Regions from separate parts of the Ovis aries genome. Here region 2 is linked to region 1. A link is a contact called in public Hi-C data. All regions are on one chromosome and are shown on one strand. Each heading gives the region's core, a stretch centred on a gene start, on an enhancer-like site or on the middle of the called end of the contact. The rest is flanking DNA. Distances are from core to core; before and after follow the strand shown. Region 1 overlaps GDF10 (growth differentiation factor 10). Region 2 has its middle 16 kb from the start of TRNAS-AGA.

Region 1 (2,782 bases), core at 37-2,536:
ATCTGTGGGTTGTATCCACCCAACAGGCTGCCATTTGGGTATGCCTGTCTAGCTATTCTCTGGCTCAGATGGATGGGAGGTGTTATTATCCCTGCTTACAGACAGGGAACAGAGTGAGGAGGCAGAAGGACTCGCCTACGAGGGCAGAGCTGAGATGACAGCGAGCGGAGCACAGCAGGGCGACCCTACCTTGGGCATCGGGAACTCGCAGGCCCCCGAGCAGTAGTAGGCGTCGAAGGACTTGGGTGAGATGACCCACTCATTCCACCCTATGTCCGCGAAGTCCACCTTCAGATACCTCCGGGAGCAGACCCGTGGCTCATCCCATTGCTTCTTCCGGGCTTTCTGCATCGTCTTCTCATCGAAGTCCAGCACCTGTGAGGAGGCCATGAACACATCCTGGCCCTTCTTCCTGCGGTCCTTGCGGCCTGGCCGAGGCTTCAGTGCACGGAAGGGGCTGGGCCACAGCTCGTGCTTGTGGTAGTGCTGGCCATGGGGGGTATGTGCTGGCCTCTCATCCAGCCCAGGCAGCTCGTTGTTCTGGAGGGGCCCGGGGGCCTGCGTGGCCCGGCGCACGCGGGGGTCTGCTGAGATGTTGGGGGCTGCACCAGGCTCTGGGTCCCCAGCCTGGAAGGGGTCGTATCTTTGCAGTGTCACTGACACGCTGTTGGGCTCTGAGATGGCCAGGTCATTGGCATAGATGAGAATGTAGGGTGCGTGAGGGCCGAGCCTGGGCACTCCTGTGTCCTTCTCTCCAGAATCCAGCTGAGCAGACAGGAGCAGCTCGCCATCGCGGCGGGCCGCCTTGACAATGAGGGAGATGTCCTTGGCCTGCCACAGGCCTCGCGGCGGGGGTGGCAGGGCCATGGCCCCACGGAGCAGCCCCTGAGTGGCCGTGTTCTGCGAAAGGCTGCGGAAGAGCAAGTGCTGGCGTGCGGGGGGGCCAGGGGGCAGCAGGCGGCAGGATGCATTCTTGGCCCGCTGTTTGCAGGGCACCTCACGCGCAGGGGGCCACTGTGGCTCTGCGTAGAAGTGGAATGTGGCCGTCAGGATCATTTCTGAATCTTGCATGGAAGTCAGGTTGAAGAAATACACGGCCTTCTGGTTGACCACTTCTGTAAGGGAAGGACAGACCACAGCCTGTTAGGTTGTCTCCTGGATAAGCCCCGTGTTCACAAGGCCTCCCTCCTCAAGTTACGGAGGAGGAACGCCTATTGATGGGGGCACTTCCAGGCCAGCCAGGCTTTCCGCATCCCCTGTAATTCTCACATTGAACGCATGAGGGCACCCTTTGCTATTTTCAGTGACCAGATGAGTACGCGGGATTAAGGTCAGAGAGGTTAGGGATTGTCCACATCCCATTACAAAGAAAGGAAGAAAAAAAGCCTGCAGACAGGATCCGGGTTGCTGCATGCTGAAGCTCCCATTCCCACCCCTGCGCTCTGATGCCCCTCACTGAACAAGCGTTCCCACCACCTTCATTCATGAGACAAGCTGGAATGAGGTATCTGGGATAGCTCGGGTTGGATCCAAGCCCTGCTGACAGTAGTGCCCCCCCGACCCCGCCTCCGCTGCCTCTTGAATTTGCACAGCCCTCTATTTTATAGACATTAAATGCAGTCCTTTGTCCAAATGAGGTAAATTAAATAGCGTCCCTCGCGCTGTACCTGCATTCTGAGTGGCTTCTGAGAAAAACTGAACTTAAGAACACAGCTGTTCCAGTGTCTGCTATTCACTCTGCCCAAGGCCTTTGGAACTTGTTTTACAAAGAAAGAACACTATCAGGGTTGCAGCAGGTCACTCCGTAGAACCTCCAACATCAGGTTGCTCTCCAGAGGCCAGACCCATGATAAGGACCAGGATCCCTCAAACACATCTGGGGTTGACCCGCACAAGATCACCAACAAGGCAGCCCCACCCTTCCAGCTGGGAAAGACCCTAGGAACCAGGCTTCCAGGCCCTAATGGGACAACACCTTGCTCATCTGCCTCAGAGGGACCTAGAATCTCTGTCTCACCTGAATGCTTGGAGGATTAAATAAATAACATCTATAAGGTGCCAGGCACAGAGGAGGAATGCCCTAAATGTGCTTCCTCATCACTTTTACCCAGATGACCCAGGCTGGCAGAGCAAGAGCCTCCTACACCAGTGCAGGCCCCTCTCAGTCAGTGGTCCAGCTCACACAGCTGAGGAAGAACTTTTCTTTTACCCAATTCAAGTCAACTCCGTCCTTCTGCTAACAGGTTCTTTGCTGGAGAACACTTAGGAAGCTTGAGGGTAGACATTTCGGACTCTTTCCAAAGAGCTGGCTCTTCACAGCAGGATGCAAGCATCTCTGGCCTAGACATCTGCAGCGTGTGATGAGAAGGAAAACAGCCGACTGGGGGGAACCAAGATGGGACTTTCTGGAGAAAAGCACCTTGGCTCCCCTTCCAGTGACAAAGTAGAGGGCAAGAGAGGGACTAAGGAAGTATAACTGGGACCACCAAGGTCAGGACAGCAACCTTGACTTGAGGTGTGTATGACCAGACGAAGGTGCTGGGAGGACTGTCCCCTGGGTGGCAAGACGTGATGTAGACGAGGAGAGTACGGCCTGCCCTGGAGGTTATTTCTGCATGGGGTACAGGAGGGCAATGGTGCATGCTGCCCCTCCCTTAGGATGGAGAGCCAGGGAGAGCACCCTCAGGAACTCAGAAAGGGAAGAATCTTAGCAGTCAGGCAGCCTGATCAATTACACTCAGGGCAGGCAGGAGTCTTTCCTCCATTTGGCTTGAATGCCTTT
Region 2 (2,948 bases), core at 449-2,948, 120 kb after region 1:
GTGGCAGGCACTCTAGTCCTGTGGGGGAGGGAGGAGGGGAGTGGCCCCTTGCCCTGCCCCTTCTTTCATGTCTGGGAACCACGAGAGTGCCGTTGTCTGACCAGCCCATAGGGCCAGAGCATCCCAGGAGGGCCTCCCCGGATCTCGCATGAAGGACATGGTGTGTGCGGCCTGGCCTTGCACAGCAGGCAAGCCCCGACCGCCCCGCGCCCCGCTTTCCTGACCCGCTTCCCTTTCTGCTTCAGGGCCCGGTCATTCTCCTGGGAGGGCTTTTGAAGAATGTGCACTCTCACCACTTCCTGCATCTGGAGACTGTCAGGGGAGGATGTTAAAAGTGAAATATGTCAGGTTTAAAATTCGCTGCATCCTCTCACCTCCAGACCCTCCCACAGTTTGTGGCATTCTGCCCTGGAAGATCTTTCTTCACATCTGCCAGCTTGGGCCTCCCTCCTCCCTCTGCTCTGCTTCCAGGCTCCGAGAAAGGATGAGAAGGCTATGGGACCCACCAATCGGAGCTGGAGCCGGGGGTTCCAGGCCCAGTGTCCCAGAACTGCAGGCCAGATCACTGCTCGGAGTCTCAGGCGCCCCCTCTGTGCTATGGAGATGGCAATGGTACCTCTCTCACAGAAATGAAATGCTGAGAGGAGTCAGTATACAGAGCACCAAAGACAGAGCCTGGCGATGAGACGACCAAACACATGTCTTAGTTCCCCCCTAGTTTCTCAGGTGCCTTTTAGGTGTTGGTGGTTTTGTTTTTTATTTCTACAATGCAAAACAGAACACATGCATTTGCACGCACAGCAATGATTAGGATCCAAGATGTAAAAGAAAAAGAAAGCAGTCTTCTGTCTATCGGAGATCAGGATTCTTAAGCATAGCTTACATCCTCTGTGTATCCTAACAAATCTTCTCTACAGTTGGATGAGGTGAGAGCTGCTGCTGCGATTCTGCTGATTGGGATCCCTGGTTGCTTAGTGGCTGGGTGAAGTCAGCGTTGTCACCTTAGAAGGTTGGGATGACCCGACCATCAGCTTTGCAGAGAAGTGTAGTCACATGTTGGGTGAGCTTAAACTGTTATTGATCTTCTCTGAGGCTCAGTTTGCCAATCTGCATAATGGGCAGGTCATGGAGTAAGGAGTTGGTATCATGCCTGGTCCTTTATAGATATCCATACAGATTCCTGCCCAAGGCTTAGAGAAGGCAGGGCCCCAGTGATTGCAGATCCTGGACAATGGACTCATCGGGACTCCACAGTGCTTCTCATCCATAGCCTCTGATCCCAGGGAAGGTGGAACAAAGCAGAGTGGAGACAGAGAAAGTTTGTCTGCAGTAAAGAGCACACCCATATACCATCTGCAGGATCTCTCTTGGAATGGGCCTTCTGCTCCCTCCCAAGTAGGGAGCTTAAGAGGTGGTTATGGCCCTCTGGGTCCACTGGCTGGATGCCTGGGGCATGTGACCAAACCTCTCTGGATCTCATTTTTCATACTGCCCTCACAGGGCTGTTGTGAGGATGAAGTGTGTGCCTGGCACAGGGCATGAGCTTGATAAACAGTGGCCTTTTGTGCTATTCTTGAGGGAGGCCTCTCCCAGCTAGCTCACTGCTCTCTGAAGATCCTGCAAGGTTTATGGGCTGACCCCTGCTGGTACTCTGCTCTCGTTGCCAGGGGAAGGCTGGCAGGTGCCCAGGATACCCACAGGTCTTGCGAGTGCAGGAGGCAGGAAAAAGACTCCTCCAAGGCAGAGACAGTATCTGGGCCCCATCCTCACCAGTGGGACAAAAGAGAGAGAGAGCCCAGACACCTGCCTGTCAGTTTTCACTGGGATTGTGATGCTTTTCACAGTAAGGAAAGTAGAGGATCAGAGATGACCTGTCACTTGCTCCAGGCCACACACGTATCAGTTGCAGGTCTCAGCAGATCCCAGGGCTCATTTCCTAGCGCCGGGCCCTTCCAGCTAGAGACACTCCCAGCATCCTGTGTCTGCATTCATCCGTGCCTATTCTTGGTCCTTGTTGCACTGTTTTCACCAAAGTCAAGGGTACTGGAAAGCCCTCTGCCAGCCTTGCGGAAGCCCTGCCTTCCCTGGGACAAAACATCACAGCCCAGAAATCCTGCTGTGGGACGAACACAGCTGCATGCTTTCTCCTGAACATGGGTAAAAAAAATAAAATGCACTTGTATTTTCTCTCCTTTCTTTTTTTGGCCAGGAATAGAAATATGTCAACACAATATATGTATTTTTTAATTGTTGAGTTACTATCATAAGCTTCAGCAGCATGGGGCAGAAGAGGCTGTTGTGTTTCTTACAGTTTGATTACAGGATAAACTTTCCCGTGAACTGTGGTAAGTTGTTTCTGGAGCTACAGCACCTCCTGGGAGAATTGCTTTAGGAGGCATGGACTGTTTTGACAGCCTCCTGGGGAGGGAATTTCAGTTGGGCTACACACTCAGGAACCTATGGTCTTGCAGCTTGGGGCCACTGAGTCTCAGGCTCCCCTGCTTAAAAGAGAGAAGTTATCCTTGGTCAGGGGCATGAGGAGGTAATTACTGAGTGACTGTGGTTGAACTAGAAGGATAAGAATGGGAAGAGAGGAGTCCTATATGTACAAAATGTGCCCACAAGGAGCCACACTCTACCAGGGACCTTCCTCATGGCCATGATTGTCTCCATTTACTTGGAACATGAAGGTATCATTCACTTGGCAAAGGAGCCCAGTTATCAAGTGAGAGAACCTAGATTCAAATCTAGGTCACATCAAATCTAGATGTGACCCAAACACTGTGCCTTCATGAAAAGAGGTCCACTGGTTGGTGTGGGAAGAAGAAAAATTGATTGAGAAAACCATCTTTTTTGGGACGTATGAGGCAGCAAACCAAGCGTAGTGAGGTGGAGTGGGAGTATTGCAGGCTGAAGCCAAACTCCTCTTGCCTTTCAGAAGGGGTCAG

The links. A called contact is a pair of places that touch in the nucleus more often than the background predicts.
Region 2: a Hi-C map of hypothalamus shows a contact between it and region 1, with 4 times the contacts expected there. The contact joins two enhancer-like sites. A contact is called at or near these places in 3 of 16 Hi-C or Micro-C datasets (hypothalamus, skin fibroblasts and tail adipose tissue).

The regions. Positions count from the first base shown.
Region 1 is chr25:41,276,140-41,278,921 of ARS-UI_Ramb_v3.0, forward strand. It overlaps GDF10 (growth differentiation factor 10), which reads right to left. Exons shown (of 3, transcript XM_004021551.6): 2 at 190-1,115. Among named protein-coding and RNA genes, the nearest start is that of GDF10, 8.8 kb to the right of the region's middle. Within about 2 kb of position 1,287, at least 9 of the 54 cell types and tissues checked have an H3K27ac peak or open chromatin away from gene starts, as enhancers often do. A contact at or near this core is called in hypothalamus, where this site is marked.
Region 2 is chr25:41,394,258-41,397,205 of ARS-UI_Ramb_v3.0, forward strand. No RefSeq gene overlaps it. Among named protein-coding and RNA genes, the nearest start is that of TRNAS-AGA, 16 kb to the left of the region's middle. Within about 2 kb of position 1,699, at least 14 of the 54 cell types and tissues checked have an H3K27ac peak or open chromatin away from gene starts, as enhancers often do. A contact at or near this core is called in hypothalamus, where this site is marked.